Regions from separate parts of the Mus musculus genome. Here all the other regions are linked to region 1. The links are chromatin contacts, called in public Hi-C and HiChIP or PLAC-seq maps. All regions are on one chromosome and are shown on one strand. Each heading gives the region's core, a stretch centred on a gene start, on an enhancer-like site or on the middle of the called end of the contact. The rest is flanking DNA. Distances are from core to core; before and after follow the strand shown.

Region 1 (4,060 bases), core at 891-3,390:
CCTCATCACACTCCATAAATCCTTTCAGTCTCCTTTATTCTTACCACAGGACCCCTCTCTCCTAAAATGCACACTCTCGGAAGAGTCCCCCCTCAGTCCAGCGGCGTCCTCAGATCCCACCCCTCCCCAAGAGATCCCTTCTTTGTGTGCTGTGTGGAGGGCACTCTCTCACACTGCAGGTGGGAGGGGGAATTGACAAGATCTCTCTGGGAAGCAATTCTGTAACCTGACTCAAAAGCCTGAAAAATATTTGTGCCCTTTGTCCCAGTAATCCTACCTCTAAAAAAAAATCTGCCTAAGGAAATAATCAGAAATGCTGACAAGGGTAGATGTTTAAAGATGTTAATCTCGCTGTTATTTTAACAGCAAAAACTGGAAACAATTTAAAGGCTCCACAGCAGGGGTAACTTAAATAAATTGTACTAAAATGGAATGAAATATCGTGCAATCAGTAAAAATACCATTTTGGAAGAACGGTTGACTGGAAAGTTGCATAAGTGGCCAATCTGTACAGTTTGGGGCTGGGTTCTTGCCATATAAAATTAGCTAACACTTCTGGAATGTCTGCTATTGCATACATACGTTCACTGAGTCCTCAGGACATTCCTGTCCTGTTCATACCATTATCCTCATTTTGTAGAGAAAGAACAGCACCAACGTCTCTGAGGAGGCATCCAGGAACATTTTCTGTAGTTTTTATTCTTTCTTTTCTTTGTCTTTTTTTTGGGGGGGGGTGGGGTGGGGGTAAGGTTGAGACAGATTCTCTGTGTAGTCTTGGCTGTCCTGGAACTCATTCTGTAGACCAGGCTGGCTTCAAACTCACAGAGATCCACCTGCCAAGTGCTGGGATTAAAGGTGTGTGCTACCACTGCCCAGCTTCCAATTCTTTCTTAAAAACATTTTTTTTTAAATGTGAGTGGATGAGTGTTGTGCCCTTGAATCACGTGCATGCAGTTGCTTGGTGAGGCCAGAAAAGGATATAGGAACCCCTGGAGCTTAAATTTCGAGTTGCGAGTTGCCCGGTGGATGCTGGGAATCTAATTCAGGTCTTCTGCAAGAGCAGCCAGTTCTCTTAACTACAGAGCCACCTCTCCAGGTCCTGGTTCCCAATTCTTGAAGAAGGTGGGTTTTTTTTTTTTTGTTTGTTTGTTTCATTTGGGTTTGGGGAGATTTTTGTTAGTTTTCTGTCTTTTTGTCTGTTTGTTTGTTTGTTTGTTTGTTGTTTCTCTGTATAGCCCTGGCTGGCCTCAATCTCAGAGATCCACCTGCCTCTGCCTCCAGAGTGTTGGGATTATAGGCATGTGCCACCGTACTTGGCTTTTGTTTGGCTTTAAGTTTCTGTTATTTGAGGTTTTATTTGTGAGTGTGGTTTTTAGATTTTCATTTGTTCCTTTCCTGTTTTGTTATTTGTTTTGCATTTTTTTGTATCGTTTTTGCCAGCTGAAGTGAATGATTGCTTTCTGGTATTACAGATGTTAGTGTTGAAGAATTTGAACCACACACAGAAAATGAAACCTTTCCCCGAAAGGTTAATCCAATTGCCAGAGCTGGCTCTGAAGTCGAGCTCTCTGCTTTAAGTTTTTAAAATGTGTCTGGGGACAGAGGCACTTTCAAGCAAATGCCACCCTCCTCACAAGTAAATAAACTCCCCAGCTGTAGTTCTTTAAGAAAGCACACTTGGTGTGGGGCTGCTTGTCCAGAGGGGTCCCTTTCTCTTGCAGTGGCTGGTTGTTTGTTTTGTTGTCCTCCCCACTCCATAGTAGGAAACCTCCAATCCAGACGGTTCCAGCCCAAGAGCTGGGAGTTGGGCCGCGAAAACCCCAGTTTCAGTTCTGACACACCGTTCAGGCCGGCAAAGGCTAGCATCTTTCCTTCATGTTCCCTGGTCCCCATCTTTCTGCCGGCTGGTCCACTTATACGACGCTAGTGGTTCCGAAGCTCCTGCGCTCCCCCTACCCCCATTTCCCCTTGAATCGGGACCCTTCGAAGTCTGTTCCACCTAGATAGGCGAGGCCAGAGAAGGGGAGTTGTCACGACCGGCGCTAGCAGCAGAGACAGGAGGCTGGCCTCCGAAGGCTGTTCCCACCCACTCATGGGTCTCTGGAGAGCAGGGCTGGCGGTGTGCAGAGCAGCTGGAGGCTCCTGGAAGGCGTCGCACCCAGGGCGAGCTCGCTTGCAGGAGACCAATGCCAGCCACAACAGTGAGTGGCCTCCTGCGCGGAGCTGTCGCCCTCTAGTGGCAGCGTGAGAAAGGTACAGCTGTTCCCTGGGCCCCACCTCCCCTCGTCACTCTCTCAGACCAGAACTGGAACTTGCTAGAAAGGGAAGCCAGACACAAGTAAGTCAGGACTGGAACCTGGGACTCCAGGCAAATTCCCCATTCAACTGACATCTATAAGGACCTCTAGAAACTATAAGGAATAAGCGTCCCAGGCTTGAGATTTGACTCAGGCTATTGCAATAAGAACAGTTGTTAATGAGGAATGTTTAAAACAAAAGGGAAGAGGGCGGGAGTATTAGATAGATAGGCGGGTAAAGAGGTCACCAGAGAGCACCATAGGAAGGAAGGAAGGAAGTGAGGAGATGGCCTTTTCTCGGAACATGCATATCGTGTGGTCGATTCCTAGCTTTCTCCCGGAACCCAAATTTAGCAGTGAGAATGTTGTCAGCTCAGGCTGCATTTGCCAGCACTGTAAACAGCAACACGATATTGTCATTTGTGAGAGGAAGGAGGAGGCGCTGGGAAGATGGCTCAGGGGTTAAGAGCACTTACTGCTCTTCCAGATGAACTGGAGTTCAATTCCCAGAATCCAGCTCACCACTCCAGCCCCAAGAGATGGGTACTATGTGCCCGCCCGTCCGCGGGTGCACACTCACACACACACACACACACACACACACACACACACACACACACACCTACTTTTTAAAAAATGTTAAAGGAGAAGAAGAAAGGGATACTGGGTGGCCCCTACTATTAGGCAGAAGGGGGATTCCTAGGTCCAGACAACGGAAGTCAAGGCAGGAGCCAGACTGACATGCTGAGTCTAGGGCTGGGGCTGCACGAGGCATAGCTAGATTGCTGAAGGTGGAGACATAAAAGATTGTTCAGAGAGGGACGTCCCCTCGGATGCCCTCCCTCAGTCATTCAGCTGTTACATCTTTAATAATCTTCCCTACTGTTTTCCCACAACATGCCTGGTTATGGCACGGCCCTGTGACCAGTGACACAGCTTTCCCCTTCATCTCTGAAGACCCTCTTAAGAGATGTGCTTTCAAGCCCAGGCCACCCTGCTCTACCCAACTTCTGGCCTATGATCCTGCCAGTGAGGAGAGGTGAGCTTTCATGATCTCCTAACAAGGACTCCAAGTAGAACTGTTGTCTCTGGAAGTCCCAGAAGGGAGTTTGGGTGTGTAGCTCTGTCCATTATCAAAGCCCTGGGTTTGATATCTCGCAATGCATAAAACCCCAAGTAGTGCTGCACACCTGGACTCAGAGATGGAAGGAGGATCAGGTCATCTTCAGCTACACAGTGAGGTAGAGGTCAGCCCATGACACATGAAACTGTCACACACACACAAAAAAATATAAATGTGGGGGGTCGGCTGGACAGATGGCTTAGCGGTTAAGAGAACAAACTGCTTTTGCAGAAGACCTGAGTTCTGTTCTCAGCATCCATACAACACAGCTCACAACTGCCTGTAACTCCAGTTTCAGGGGGATCTAATGCTCTCTTATGGCCTCCTAGGGCATCTCACTTATACATGCATACCCCACCCCATAATTAAAAATTACAAATAAGCCAGGCGGTGGTAGTGCGCGCCTTTATTCCCAGAGGCAGGCAGATCTCTGAGTTCAAGGCCAACCTGATCTACAGAGTGAGTTCCAGGACAGCCAAAGCTACACAGAGAAATCTTGTCCTGAAAAACACAAAAACAAACAAAAAATTTAATCTATTTTTTAAAAAGTGTCAGGAGCTCCATCAAGGTGGATGAGGAGGCTAAATCTGGGGAGCCAGACTAGCGACAGCATTGTCCCCTGAGCACTTCTGCCTGCTCA
Region 2 (4,060 bases), core at 840-3,339, 450 kb before region 1:
AAACTGAAAAGACTGTTAAATAACATTCAATAATGACTGTCTAAACAATAAACCAGACACTACAAGGGTCAAACTGTTCCCAGCATGCACCCAGTGTTTCCCTTTAAGCCAAGCAGTGTCAGCCTCATCCCAAGGCAGATCCTGCTTCCTCCGGCCCACACCTGTCCTGGCCCACACCTGTCCTAGCCCACACCTGTCCTAGCCCACACCTGTCCTAGCCCACACCTGTCCTGGCCCACATCTGTCCTAGCTCACACCTGTCCTAGCCCACACCTGTCCTGGCCCACACCTGTCCTAGCTCACACCTGTCCTAGCTCACACCTGTCCTGGCCCACACCTGTCCTAGCTCACACCTGTCCTAGCTCACACCTGTCCTAGCCCACACCTGTCCTAGCCCACACCTGTCCTAGCCCACACCTGTCCTAGCCCACACCTTTCCTGGCCCACACCTGTCCTAGCTCACACCTGTCCTAGCCCACACCTGTCCTGGCCCACACCTGTCCTAGCTCATACCTGTCCTAGTTCACACCTGTTCTAGCCCACACCTGTCCTAGCCCACACCTGTCCTAGCCCTCACCTGTCCTGGCAAAAAGAAGTTGGTTCTTTTGATATTCAGGCTCTTTTAGAAGAGCAAGAAAGCCTGCCCCTTTGTCATGCCCTCCTTTTCTGAAACTTAGCCCTGAAGGTGAGAACACCTGTGCACTGCATTCCAGCCCAAGACCTGCACCTCCTCTTTCCCTTCCCTCCTTCTCCTCTGCTCTCTCTTTGCTTTTTTATCTACACTCTTCTTCCCTCCCCTCTCTCCTCCTCTTCCTCCTTCTCTTCCTCCACCTTCCTTTCTCTCTCCATCTCTGTCTCTCTCTCCCTCTCCCTCCCTCTCTCCATCTCTCCCTCCCTCCCTTCCTCTCATTCTATCTCTCTCTCCACTCCCCCAGAATAAAACCAGCTTCCCCAGCCTTTGCAAGTGGTAGAGCGTCTCAACACTCAGCTTATCCTTCAAGGATCCTCCCTAAAAGCCAACCATTCTCAGATGCCCTTCCCTCTGGGCTCCTACACACCCTTCCTATTCATCCATCTATTTGTGCATACACTGAAAAACTCTTCTGCTCCTGAAGACAAGGAGTTGAGTGTCCTTACAAACCAAGGAGATGAGAGAGACAGAGACAGAGAGACAGAGAGGCCAAACAAATATGTTAGTTGTTGTTTAGGGTGTGGTAGGTGTATGGGTGTGCACGATACAGTGAAGATAAGAGCAGAAAGAGACTAGCCTGCTGTGTCTGCACATTTGCATGGTAGCCTTGGGAAGGTTCTGAAAAAAGTAGTGGGTTCCATACTCTCGGTTTCCCTCACGCTAGCTACCTTGCTGCCTTCCTCTGCTCCTCCCTTGCTGGGAAGGCCATCCACCACACTCACAGATAGCGGCCCAAACCCCATAAAAAGCTCCAGCAATAAATGCACGTTGAAGTTAACTGTCTGTGAGTACAATGGCTGGGGAATAGAGCCTGGGTTCCAAAGAGAAGCCTCGGAACCGTCAGGTGCAGTCCCTGTTCAGGTGTGGAGGCTGGGGCGGTGGAAACTGGAGGTGTTTTGCATTGATTCCAGGGTTCCAAGAAGCACTGTGGCCTTGACATTTTAAAGCCCAGGGAACAGGGAGACAAAGGAACGTTGTGAAGGGAGGGGAAATCCATCCAACGTGTCCGAAGAAGACCTGTCACAGAGTGGCCCTGGGTCATCTTAGGTTCACCTATGGTATTTATTCAGCTCTTTCCCCCTAGAAAATGGACTCCATAACTCGCTTTTCCAGAGGAGACCCCGATTTGGTTGGGGATGGAGGAGAGTCAGGTACCAAGCTGGCAAGGTGGCTGGCTCCCAGAAGCCATTCTCTGCTATGACCCTGAGGTTAGATGGGCTGGGAGTGGGGGAGGGCGATACTGGCGAGGGCGTCGGGGCAGCAGCCTGCCACCGGCTCAGGTGGCAGAGGGGCCTAGACTGGCCTGGAGCCAGGGCCGCCGCTGTGTCCGCGCCCCTCCCCGCCGCTGGAGCCCTCCCACTTCCTCTGCGCTGCTGTCAGGGAGCTGGAGCTTGGATCAGTGCAGGCTCAGGACGCTCGCGAACCGAGGCTGTGGCTCTGGCTCTCAGCCGCGCGACCATCGCGACACCCGCCGCCGCGCAGCGGGCCATGGACTTTCCCAGGGGCCTCCTGGTGGCCTGGACCCTCAGCCTTTGGCCAGGTACGTGTTCCCCTAGCCTGTCTTTCCTTCCGGGAGCCCCTCCCTAGTCCTCCAGGACCTTAGCTCAAGTTGAGAGAAGAGAGATGCGACGCACCTCCTTCAGTAGCACTTGGGGACACAGGTCTGCCGGGAAGGGCTGCTGTTACAACAGTCCCACCAAGAAAGCAAAGGAGGGAGGTGTGCCTAGGAAACTCTTTCTAGGACTCTGATGTGTTTGGGGAAAGAAGTCGGGACTCGGGTTGCTAGAACCACTGAGCATTTCTGATGTTCCCGATGCAGCTCTGGGGATAATTCCTAAGTGTCCACTCTGCCATCCAGGCATCCTTCCATTGACGAGGGTCCAAGGCCCCAGCTGGGGAAGGAGGCAGATCGCGCCGAATGAGCGTGACCCGACTGCCCCCGCCGCTACCCAAGGCAGAGCCCCCTGAAGTGTGGAGAGCCAGATCCTGGCGGCCCTGGAGAGCCTGGAGTCCTAAGAGATCCCGGAGTCCTAAGAGAACAGAATCCCTCCAGTTTGGCTGCTAGGCGTTAGTAAACTCTCTTCAGCCCCACCAGAAACAGAGGGCACAATCCCTCAGCCCGGGACCGGTGGAACAGATACTTAACACTAGTGTAGGAACAGAGCAGCGTCCCCAGCTCGCGCTTGGAATTATGCAATTATTCAATAATTCGGGGGAAGCCGCCGTCACTGTAACGCGCTGCTGCTTAATGTATTCCAGGTGTGGGGGCGTAGCGGGAACCTCGGTACCCGTCACTGAAGGAAAGAGAGACAAGTCTTTGGGTTCTCAGCCTGGGGTACCCTAGTTCAGGCCTCCACACTGCGGGTGCCCAGCCCAGCTTCAGCCAACCGCATTGTGCTGCGCGCGGCTAGGGAAAGTTTTCCTGGCCCCTTCACAGCGTGGCAGAATGCTTCAGCCAGAGCCAGAGCTAGATAGAGCCTAAGGAACAAACTGGTTGGTACTGGCTGCCAACCTTGCCGCTCTTTCTGAGTGTCTCTGGCACTAGCTGAGACCAATAGGAGAGGACAGAGGCAGTGACAGCTGGACAGGTGCCCTTGGGTAGTACAAGTGAAGATTCACCCCTACCCAGTCCGGTGGCTCTCTCCAAGCTTTGGTCAGTTGTCCCCATTTGGGGACACACATATATCCTTCTGTCCTTTGCTGCTTCTGGGATCCCCTGCAAATGAAAGGCCTCTTGAAACTGGCTGGGTTTCGTTCTGATCCCAGAGACTCAGTTGGAAAGCAAACTTTATTGCACGAAGTTCGAGTTGGGGGAGGGGCGGGGAAAGGGTTACTGCCAGACCAGAGGCTTTTAGAAAGCTCCAGGGAGAGAAACCCATGGGAGGTACACTCAGGGAAGGAACTGCCTGCAGTCACTGGAAATCCATCCACAGGAAGGAGATAAAAACTCCTGAGTGACTCTAGACAGGTGTCCCCAGAGAAGGACAGTCCAAGCATCCCAAAGCTAAGTGCAAGAGTTTGGAAAGTAGTTCTGCACAGACCTTGTGAGCTCTCTAAAAGCTTTTCTCATGGGGGACAATGGAGGCAGAATCCTGAGTTGTGGAAGCTGAGTTGTGGAAGTTGAGGCTTGGCGCACAGTGGGACTCCAGCAGTGGTTGCTAATGTTCGTGCAACTGAAGTGGGTGGAGCTCTGAGGGATGGAGTGTTGAAGGACCTCTCAAGAAAGGATTTGTGACTCATTGCCTCCCTTACATGGAGAAAGCCACTTCTGCATTATTGCTGATCAGTTCGGGTTTTTGGAATATGGGACTCATTATATATATCCATCAATGCTAGACGGGCATCTGCTTACAAGAAGAAGGTAGGGCT
Region 3 (4,060 bases), core at 471-2,970, 370 kb after region 1:
GGATGCATGGTGATTACTTTCACGAAGTTTGCACTCATTACTTTCCACTGAGACAATTAGGAACAGGCCCTCTTTAGGGTGCAAAAATATGTTGAAAGGATGAAGAAAAAAGTGAAAGTGTCTCCAACAAGTCGGAAACTACTTCCCATACCTACTTAAAGTTTAAGGACAGCTTTACTACTCTGTGTTTAATTGTTAATGGAGAATTTAAAAATCAAAAATGCCAAGTTTGTCTTCGATGAGATGGAAAATTATGCTGCAGTAGAAGGTAACATAATGTAAAACAACCAGCTTTACCAAAGCACACAAATGTTTTTGGTATGTAAAATTGCTTTGTAAAATATTTGCTCCATCTGCTAAAAGCGGCAAAGACAATTTTCCCTTGATAGCTAATGGCCCATTTCGGGTGTGTGGCAAGTGATTCGCTGCAGTGGCGGCTCTCATTAAACGGAATGTTGAAAACGCGGTATATAATTCCATACTTAGGTCGCATTACCCACTCACTGCTTCCTGAGGAGTCGATCCCTCATTAGCGAGGCCTCTACCTTGCACCAACATGCAGGCCTAGCAATTGATTCAACTTGAGAAGCATTTTGTCCAACTGAGGCACATATGTTGTACTTCCATTCCGAAGCTCAGCACAACTGCCTCACTGCAACCACAGCCACCGGAGAAGTTCATTCCCTCTCCACTCTCCAGCACTGACTGCTGCTTCTCTTTCCCCTCGCCACAGGGAGCACAACTGTTGTCTTTCTTTCTTTCTTTTTTTTCTAGGCTCATCCTGTCGCACTGCATGCTGGGGGGTTTCAATAGATAAAGATTAAGTGCTTCTAGAAATTCTTAATTGAACTTTACACATACACAAAAGGAGGGAAAAACTCCCCCTCCCCCAGGGCAAAACTGCCATCACACAAGCCTGACAAACGCTGCCCTCGCTTCCTGGTCTATCTGTGATTTCTCTCTTTAAAAGAGTTGCTTACATTACACCCCAAATTACTTCAACATCTGCTAAAGGAACGATTAGAAATAAATACAGGAATCCAGGGTGGCTTAAGAAGAGAAGAAGATGTTCGTGTTTGGAGAATGATACTGAAAAGTAGTTACTGCAGCAAATGGCTGGGGAGAGACAAATATTCTTACCATTGGAAAACAGTTTTCAAGGAAATTATACTGAATTGTAAGAATGACAGCCAGTAAGTACATATGACTGTTTTAAAGATTATACAGTGTTTTAAAGTGGGAATCAGGCTGTGTTTAAATCAACCATAAGTAGAAGTAGCCATAATCTAGTAGAAAGCTACTGGAAATAGGTTTTCTCCTATCCATGTAGAGACTTGGGACATGTAGAGAAACACCTGGTTGGGAGGACTGAGGACGATGATGGACACACTCTTTAAATGCAGAATGGAGACAAAAGGAAGCACACATTCCCTTTGGATTGATTCTCATTCAAGTAATGGGGAAGACTGAGTTCCAGGAATGAAACTGAGTTTATCAAGGGAGCCTTGTATTTTAGTCTGTACACAAAGAATGGGCATGCAGCACTGTTTCTCAATCAAGAGAAGAGAGGGACCTTTTTTGATATTTCCACACATCAGATACATGGAGTCAGGAGGATGTAGCAGCGTTGTAAATTGATTGTTTTCTTTCCACAGACCATGCACAGGACTAGACAGTGAGGGTTTGTCTAGAGCCTGGCTCAGTTACAGAGAGTCCTAGACTTCTCAAGGGCATCCCTGGTCCACCAAGGGGCACCGAGGACAGATGACCAGTAGCACATGGCACTGTGACTGTCAGAGAGTGAAAGCTTTCTTTGAATCCATTCCAAAAGCCTAAGCCTGCTCTGTGGTTTTCAGCAGCACAGACATTTCCAGAAGAACTCCAGCGGGACCTTCCCGGGTGTGAAAACACTAACCAATCCTCCTTTCTCTTATCTTCTGCTTTATTCCTTCCTTCCACGCAGTTATTGTGAAAAACTGGCAGTTAAATTCAATTGATTCAAATTTTTCTGGATCCATATGGCCGCCAACCCTGGAGCTGAAGCGGCGGCGCCTCGCCTCTGTTCTCTAGCATTTGCCTCTCCTCCCGTCCCCAGATGGTGGGAGTAACATTTAAACCTCCTTTTCTCTGCCTTGTACAATAGACCTTGGCACCATTTCAACTGTTTACTCCGGTAATTAACAGCTCTGATACCACAACAATTACAACTCCTCCACTCTCCACAATAATGCTATGAATTAGTGAGAGCTAATGGCTGGAAGGTAGAGTGTTTCCAGACTGTGAGATCTGTGCATTTTTAGAATAAAATAAAAGGTACAAACAGCACGCTTGCAGTAGACAATGATTACCTAGTAATTAGTTTACACAAAGCTTCCTATTTAATGGCAAAATGCTGTAATTAACGTGTGACAGAAAATCAAAGGGTACTTTGTAAGCATATGAAAAATTAACACTGCAGGCCCATAGCTTTATGTACTGATTAGAAGCATATTAAATCAATAGGACACACAAGCCAACAGCTTGTATAGCTGATTATTATAGGTCCTCGGAAGGGGTGCCCAGGCTTTCATTTAACTGGGGAGGCAATTTTCCTTCTCCTGTCATCATCCTCAGGCACAGAGAAGCACCTCAAACACATCCCTGGCAGCACCATGAAAATAACCACTCAACTGGAAGAAAACGTTCTAAGTCATTCTCAGAGCTAAGGAAAAATATGTACATGATTAAGACTTTCCAGTGATCTTGGTGACATGCTGCTATACTAATTAGAAAATATGCCAACTGGAACCAGAAGCATCCAGACCCAATGTTTTGGTCAGAATAATCTCTACTATATCAAGCCTCTTTATTCAACATGAAGAAAGCTCTAAGAAACACATTGTTTTCTATCCTCAAATGGTAAGAGGCCAGGATGCTATCTAGTGTTATTCTTTTAAAGGTATTAATTAGGAAAATCATAACAGAGAGAGAATTAGATCATTATGCTGAGGTTTTGATAGCATCTTGTATAATAGTAATTGATGTACACTACAGTAGTCTTGAAGGCTACAAAGCCTCCTAAATAACCTTGTGAATTGCCAAAGAACTGCTACTTTGTATTTATTTGCTCACTATTGCTTATATTTTCTCATAATAGAACTTTAATTAATATTCATAATAAAAAGCAACAAAGCAACAATATCTTAAACGTCCACATGCTAAGACTATTGCTGGCCAAGTCACAGGATACACTTAACCCTCATCACAGCTCCATGTACACCTGTACTGTTATCTATTTCCAGATAAACAAACGGCAACTTAAAGAGTCATGGTGATTTGGTTGTGGCTGTTTCCCAGGAAGATCTGAGAGAGGCAGATCTGTGGGGCTCGTGAGGCCAGCTACCCTCTGCTTTAAAAGGCTTACCACATAAACCTGAATTATGTCTAGAAACAAGTAAGACAAAAACAAAGAACATTTCTGGTGGCTTGTGTGTGTAAATGAAGAATAAGTTGAATTGCTTCTCTTGGTTTTAGTGCTATATCTGATTGTGAAGGTAGGCTATTCAATATGTGATAATTTATAGGCTGATTCAAATAAGTGTATCTCTCTGTAACTGGGCAAAAGGTAATACATAGAATTCTCTGTTGTCAACTATTTACATTGACAGGGATGCATGTGGTGAGGCATCTGGGCTTTCTAAGGATTCCTGACAGGCTCCTCCCTTCTACAGCTGAGGTATGCATACTGACACCTCTCCTCGCCTCCCAGTTCACTGTCTTGTAGGAAAGGGGAGCACTCCAGAGTAGTGAGTGTGGCCCAGGGACATCTGTGGGAAGTAGAAGATCTGCCAGAGCAGCAGCACATGGCACGCCCACAGAGCGGCCGCAGAGGGGAGCTTCTCCAGGAGCTTAAGGAAGTTTCCTCTGCAGCGCTCAGCTGTGCGTTCTGCTAATGGTTTGGGAGGCCACTAGCATCTTCTTATCAATGCAGCACGTACAACAAGAGCCGGAGCACTGTTGCTAGATACAGCATTCTACTCATGGGGATTTCTCCCGAGGGGGAAAAAAAGCAGAATTTGTT

The links. A called contact is a pair of places that touch in the nucleus more often than the background predicts. HiChIP or PLAC-seq counts read pairs in DNA pulled down with a chosen protein or histone mark.
Region 2: a contact with region 1 is called in a Hi-C map of the C2C12 cell line, with 2.8 times the contacts expected there. The contact joins the promoter of Itga11 here to the enhancer-like site in region 1. A contact is called at or near these places in 1 of 39 promoter capture datasets (embryonic stem cells), 1 of 484 Hi-C or Micro-C datasets (the C2C12 cell line) and 2 of 115 datasets of contacts at active chromatin or transcription factors (bone marrow-derived macrophages and embryonic stem cells).
Region 3: a contact with region 1 is called in an H3K4me3 HiChIP or PLAC-seq map of embryonic basal ganglia, with 4 times the contacts expected there. The contact joins two enhancer-like sites. A contact is called at or near these places in 3 of 484 Hi-C or Micro-C datasets (the N1E-115 cell line, adipose-derived mesenchymal stem cells and embryonic fibroblasts), 18 of 115 datasets of contacts at active chromatin or transcription factors (DN3 thymocytes, the NIH/3T3 cell line, the SCID.adh cell line and 11 more) and 1 of 9 other capture datasets (embryonic stem cells).

The regions. Positions count from the first base shown.
Region 1 is chr9:63,122,096-63,126,155 of GRCm38.p6, forward strand. No RefSeq gene overlaps it. Among named protein-coding and RNA genes, the nearest start is that of Gm25064, 9.2 kb to the right of the region's middle. Within about 2 kb of position 2,141, at least 216 of the 459 cell types and tissues checked have an H3K27ac peak or open chromatin away from gene starts, as enhancers often do. A contact at or near this core is called in the C2C12 cell line, the SCID.adh cell line, T-cell acute lymphoblastic leukemia and 2 more, where this site is marked.
Region 2 is chr9:62,675,766-62,679,825 of GRCm38.p6, forward strand. It overlaps Itga11 (integrin alpha 11), which reads left to right and starts at 2,090. Exons shown (of 30, transcript NM_176922.5): 1 at 2,090-2,231. The coding sequence starts at 2,180.
Region 3 is chr9:63,488,586-63,492,645 of GRCm38.p6, forward strand. All of the region lies in intron 15 of Iqch (IQ motif containing H), which reads right to left. The region is part of intron 3 of Gm16759 (a long non-coding RNA gene); the gene reads left to right. Among named protein-coding and RNA genes, the nearest start is that of Gm25995, 48 kb to the left of the region's middle. Within about 2 kb of position 1,721, at least 15 of the 459 cell types and tissues checked have an H3K27ac peak or open chromatin away from gene starts, as enhancers often do. A contact at or near this core is called in the SCID.adh cell line, T-cell acute lymphoblastic leukemia and embryonic basal ganglia, where this site is marked.